Linked DNA regions of Mus musculus: region 2 is linked to region 1. A link is a contact called in public Hi-C data. All regions are on one chromosome and are shown on one strand. The core of a region is the stretch at or near the end of the contact, and the rest is flanking DNA. Distances in the headings are between cores, read along the strand shown. Region 1 holds the start of Lrrc8c (leucine rich repeat containing 8 family, member C). Region 2 overlaps Lrrc8c (leucine rich repeat containing 8 family, member C).

Region 1 (2,894 bases), core at 128-2,627:
TCGCCCAAGTGGCATCTTAATGTCAGTCCACTCTACATCCTTGTCCAAGCTTCAGCAAAGCACTGCATACTCGGCAGAAATGTGACCGTTAGCTAAGGCCACACTTCATATGCTACTGCAGTCTGTAGATGTGAAACAGCACCTCTAAAGGGTAATAAGGCTCTATGAGCCAAACCTGGACACTCCCACAAAGATCAATTAGTCTTATTTTTCACTTTAAGGAGGATGGGAGCCCAAAAATGTTTCCTAACTAATTTGTTGCGAGTTTAAAAATACTTAAGGAGTTGGAAACTCAGTAAAGCTCTGCCCTCAACCTCTAATAAAACATCCGCATTAAGCATGGGGACTAGATGTGGGCTGAGCCGTTGCAAAGAAAGGTAACTTGAAGGATTTTAAAATAACTGAAATCTGATGTACACAGCCAAGTGTTGGGGGAGGGAAACATTAGCTGCTGGAAAAAAAGAAAGGCTTTGGCGTCTATAGAGCACACCCTGAGGCTCCCAAGGGGCTAACTCCATCCCAAACACCTCTACGCTGGAGAAGAGAGAGAGAGAGAGAGAGAGAGAGAGAGAGAGAGAGAGAGAGAGAGAGAGCCTGCTAGCCTGCTAGGGTCAGTTTGGGATGAAGGCAGAAATCCTGGCCGCAGTTGCTGGCCTAGACACCTGGCCTCCAGGGTCTTAGGATGCAGAGCAGCCCCCTCCGGCCCCTCTGGACTTGCAGGTGAGCGGACTAGTGCTCACTGGATCTCTGTGTAGACCTTCGATTTCCCCCTCCTTCCTCAAAAAGTGTAACTTCAGGCATCTTCCAGGGAGGAGAGGGGGTTGGGGAGAAGAGCAGAAAAAACAGGCCCCAGCATCTCCGGGGGTTTTGAAGGTAGGGAAGGAGAATGGCCATCCCTGCAGCAACCGCGTTTTCTCCTAGTACGCCCCTCCCCCAGTCCCCAGAACCTAGCGGCCAGGCTGTACTGGGCTCCCGGCTGGGGGTCCCTGGCGCGGACGCCAGGGCCCGCGTGGGTTGGGTGGGGTTGGGGTTAGCGGGATCCCCGAACCGCACGCTGAGTAGGCGACCACAATGTGCCTGTCCCAGAGCCCTGGGGAAGCAGGGTCACGAACGAGGGAGGGTGGACGGGTCCAGGCTGGGGCGCGCCCAGAGAACCGAGGCTAGTGGCAGGGTGCTGGCCGTCCCTCTCCATCCCTCCGCGGGTCCCCGGCACTTACCTCTGGGGGCGAGGGTATCCGCAGAAAAGGATGCCAGGGCGCGGCGAGCTGTGTCCGGGTTGGGCTCAGCGGCGGCAAGCGACCGCGGCGTCGCTGCTCATGGCTTGTCGCGCTCAGAGTGCTGCGGCCACGGCCGCGGCGGCGCCTCGGTCCTCGTCTTCTTCGCGGGCTCTGAGCCGGGACGCAGCTAACGCCCCAGCTCCGCAGCCCTGTTCCTCCTCCCCGGTGCCTCCCCGCCTGCAAGCGGAGCCGCCTCCAGCGCCGCCCCGCGCGCCGCCTGGCCCGCGGCAGCCAGCGCCGCCCAGCGCCCAGCCCCGGGGTCGCCGTCGGCTGCCGAGCCGCCGCCGCGGTGCCAGCCCCGCTGTGACGCAGGCAGCGATGCCCGGGAACTTCCTCCTCTGCCGAGACCACCAGGCGTCCAGGGCAGGCGGGCCCGCGCTGGGCGGGCCCCGGGTTCCCCACCGGGAAATCAAGCCTCTCCGCGGCTGGATGATTCCGCTGCTCAGAGCTGCCTACCTGGTTGGCACAGCAGGGAAGATCGGTCCTCTGCCTCCTGTGTGCAACCCTAACAATGCCAAAAAGCGGGTGGTTTCTGTGAGCCCGCCATCCGCTCTTACACCGCAGCTCCTCCCTGGGCTAAGTTGAAGCAGAGCGGCTGCTGCTAAAAATAGCCCTCCTGGGAACTCCCAGAGGGTCAGGTTGGAGATAACCCCTCCCCAGAGAATGAAAGGTCCAGGAAGCGGGTGGAGAGGGGGCGGTGGTATATATGAGGGGAACAGGGAAGAACGAAAAAAATCCGATGCCCGTAGTTTACAAAGCCTTAAGACCCTGGGCAACCTCAATCCCATTGACCAGCTGGCAGGAGTCCCTCGTTACTGGACCCTGCAAGATGGGCTTCTGGGCTTTGAGCAGCAGGTGCCGTTCCATATGAAAGCTCCGCCTACGATTTTGTGTGGGCAGAGGTGGGGATCGTGTGTGTGTGTGTGTGTGTGTGTGTGTGTGTGTGTGTGCAAAAGAGTTAACAATGTGCCCCGAACCACCTGTTGTTTAGACGATGTAGGGGAGGGATTCTCTCCCAGCCATTGATCTGAGCCTTGGGTTTGTCTGCCTATCTCTCTGCCCAATTATAGTTTAAAAGCACAAACTAGCATCTTGAAAGCTGGCATCTCCCTAAAAAGAAAAATTGCCTATTGGGGGAAAAAGTGCAGATAAGATCACTGTAGCAGTCGAGAGAGAGAGAGAGAGAGAGAGAGAGAGAGAGAGAGAGAGAGAGAGAGAGAGAGTTTGTCAGTAACCAGCTGGCTGTCCTCAGAGCACTTGACGCAGATAAAGAATTACTCTGCCCTGGCAGTCTGGGAGAGACAGAAGAGGACAAAAACGGGCAGCCAGCAGCCATTAACTAGTTTGTGTGCTCCTGCATGGTGAGTTTATAGAAGACAATCATTTTCCAAGCCATGATAAAAAGCAGGGTATGGGGGCCGTGGGGGAGGAGCCTATTCCTCCTTGCCCGGCACCCCCCCCCCCCAACCTAACTGTTCTTCCTGCTCACAGAATAAAATATTATATACTGCCTCTAATCCCAATGTAGTTGTGGGCTCTGGAAGACAACCTTAAACCCCTTGGGGCCTTAGGGGAATTGGTACAAGCTAACAACCTAGGGTGGGGTGTTCTGCTGAG
Region 2 (2,894 bases), core at 159-2,658, 46 kb before region 1:
AAGAGTGATTAATCAAAAAGCCATCTGTATTAAGAGAGTGCCTGAGAAGAGCAAAGGAGTCAGGCAGCAGGTATAAAACACAAGCCAAGGAGCAGGGAAGCCTGTGTAGTGCCTGTCACTGATGTTGACGGAATGCTTTCTTACATCTCTGCTCGGGGCCAAGGAAAGGGCCACTGTGCCCTGCCTGTCTGAACTTTATAAAGGCAGGACAGAACCGGCCCTGAATCTGGATTTCGACATTTCTACATCCTGCTGGGGTTTGAGAAATTCCCATTGCCCGGGGATTTTGTTAAATAGCTTTAGGGACGTCACCATGGCACCAGCCACACAAGCTCACTCTGCACATTTCAAGTGCACTTGTATTCAGAAAACCCTAGCAGAGTGGGGCTAAGTGGAGGGCTAATGCCCTTCTAATTAAGTTTGTTTCTATAGCATTGCATCATCCTAACTTCCTTTGGTGGATTTTTCTGGAATATGTTGTCATGCATTTTACATAATAAACTCTATCCGGGGTCATGCCCTCCCAAGGAAGAAAGACATACCATTTGTGCAATTAAGAAAATGGGCCTTCTTCATCCTCTTCACGCTGCTGAAGAAAAGCAGCTTGTTTATGGCTGATACTTTGAGTGTACACTGATGGCCTCCTCTGACACATGTAGTCTTTGGGACACATGGGAAGAGCCCGTGAGTGTAAAATAGTGTGTGCCTTCTCGTGTGTCTCCTTCATACAGACCTCCATTGGCCCTGCACAGAGGGACCATCTGCCCATCTGTGGCGCTACCCAGACACATGTTGATTCTGCATGACTATTTGAACATTGAAAACACAGATCAGCACAAGGGTTTGGCATTCTTCTCCTGGTCTTTGGGTCTGACTCACCTACAGGCTGTCTGCACCATGGCTACCGGGCTCTATGCCACTTGTTTGAGAGAGGGTCTTCTGTAGCTTTGAACCCACTAAGTAGCAACGGGTTAACCTTGAGCTTTTGGCCTTCCTGCTTCACCTCCCTCGTGCTGTGACGACTGGCATGCTTCACCATCCCCTGTTTATGCAGTGCTGGGGGCCAAATCTAGGACTGTGTTCATGGCATACAAGCACCCAACAAACCCAGCTACATTCTACTCCCAACACCGGCCTTCTCCCTCCTTTTTTAAATCCTGTCACTCAAACTAGAACCACGATTCAGGAGGTCAGTGTGCACACATGACCTGACCAATAGGAATCCCACCCTGTAAGTGCGCTGTGTTTCAAACACTCCTTATGTGGTTTTGATGATGTTTAGGGTACCTTATCCACCTCAACATATAAAAACCAAGTGTACAATTCAGATGTGTAAGACACGGCTGCTTATCCTGAAGACTTATCTCCCTCAACAGACACAAGTTTTCCTTCAAGGCTGACTGGTGCCTCGTGCTCATTATCAGTTCTAAGCAGTCACACAGGACCACACAGGGCAGGCCAGAAAGTCCAGGCCAAACCAGGCTGGGCCAGGCAGTCCATCTGGAAGGCCACAATCTTCCAAGGCAGAGGAAACTAGAGAAGCCCAGAGCCCCTGTCCTCCAGAGTATTAAAACTCAAATTTCCAGCTTACGTGTTTCTTAACTTCGGTAGGTTAGAGAAGCCCAGGAAGGCTAGGCTCTCCTCCTATTTCACATACCTCAACCCGAGTGCTAAATGGGCACAAGAAATGAGGCTGAGATAAACGGAACGATTCTATGGGGACAGATGTCATTGCCTTTCCAAGGGTAACGTCACCTTGTTTGCCAGACACTTTCTCACGAGTGTTCATGGAGAATGGTGAGGACCAGTCAACCCAGGTGGGCCAGGGAACGTAAGGCGATTTCCTTTCCCTCAGTCCTTCATTTACTTATTTGGCAGGGAATCCAATGGAAGGCCTTGTCCATCCAAGCAAGAGCCTCAAAAAAATCAAATAAAATGTAAACTTTCCAAACAAAGTAACATTACTCAGGGCACAAGAGCCTGGGGGAGGGAAACAGGAGATTGACAGGGCAGTAGAGTCACAGTAAGATCCCTTTAAGCAATTATTTTAAAATATTTATTTTATGTGCATGGGCGTTTTATTGGCATGCATGTCTGTGCACCATGTGCATGCCTGGTGCTCACTGAGACAGGAAGAAAGCAACGGAGTTACAGAGAGCTGTAGGGAATTGAACCCGAGTCTTTGAGAAGATCAGCTAGTGCTCTTAACTGCTGAGCCATCTCTCTAGACCCTTAATATATGAATCGTAACAAGAATCTCCTATTTGAAAATTCTCTTCTCTGCCCAGGGTTCCTGGGAATCGCTGCCTCCTGAGTGCAGGGCAGTGAGCCTGCTTTTATCTCACGCCAGCTCTTGATGAGTTTTCTCCTGTTGGACATGCTCAGTCAAGTCCATGTGCGAAGGGAGGGGCCCAGGTTCCCTAACCTCTAGCAGAAAGGCACAGCTCAGGAGACCAAGTCTGGAACTCACCAGGATACTCAAGTGTGAATGGGACAGAAAAGGAGAATGCTGAGTATCTGGCCATATATAGCTATATATGTATACACACATACACATATACATAAAACTTTGTGGTACAGGATAAATAATGGTCAGGTTAAGGTGGAACATCCCTTCTGAATTTAACACCACAAGAGTTCCTGCTCCCAAGTTTTCTTTCCACACAGTGAAGGTAAATGCAATCAAATGTGAAGACATTCACCACTCTTAGGGTTATCCACTCCAAAGACTGGGAGAGACCATCAAAGACAGTTTCCATGAAAGGTCCAGGCTGTGGCCAAAGGCCTCTGGTCTCCCATAGCCAGATTGTATCAAAGATCTATAAGGAACAATGTCATCTAATTAAAACATTCCTGGTTCTGTAGGTGAATGCATTTTTCAATTAAAAAAAAAG

What was found. Hi-C and Micro-C count contacts between places; a contact is called where the count stands out from the background.
Region 2: a Hi-C map of the G1E-ER4 cell line shows a contact between it and region 1, with 1.9 times the contacts expected there. The contact joins the enhancer-like site here to the promoter of Lrrc8c in region 1. A contact is called at or near these places in 2 of 39 promoter capture datasets (the C10 cell line and the HPC-7 cell line), 3 of 15 datasets of contacts at CTCF or cohesin (CD8 T cells, the G1E-ER4 cell line and the NIH/3T3 cell line), 25 of 484 Hi-C or Micro-C datasets (CD4 T cells, CD8 T cells, the G1E-ER4 cell line and 15 more), 11 of 115 datasets of contacts at active chromatin or transcription factors (the 230-238 cell line, CD8 T cells, the HPC-7 cell line and 7 more) and 3 of 9 other capture datasets (adipose tissue, liver and pancreatic islet).

The regions. Positions count from the first base shown.
Region 1 is chr5:105,517,954-105,520,847 of GRCm38.p6, reverse strand. Lrrc8c (leucine rich repeat containing 8 family, member C) reads right to left here and starts at 1,377. Exons shown (of 4, transcript NM_133897.2): 1 at 1,218-1,377.
Region 2 is chr5:105,564,480-105,567,373 of GRCm38.p6, reverse strand. The region is part of intron 2 of Lrrc8c (leucine rich repeat containing 8 family, member C); the gene reads right to left. Among named protein-coding and RNA genes, the nearest start is that of Lrrc8c, 46 kb to the right of the region's middle. Within about 2 kb of position 1,408, at least 29 of the 459 cell types and tissues checked have an H3K27ac peak or open chromatin away from gene starts, as enhancers often do. A contact at or near this core is called in the G1E-ER4 cell line, erythroblasts and fetal liver, where this site is marked.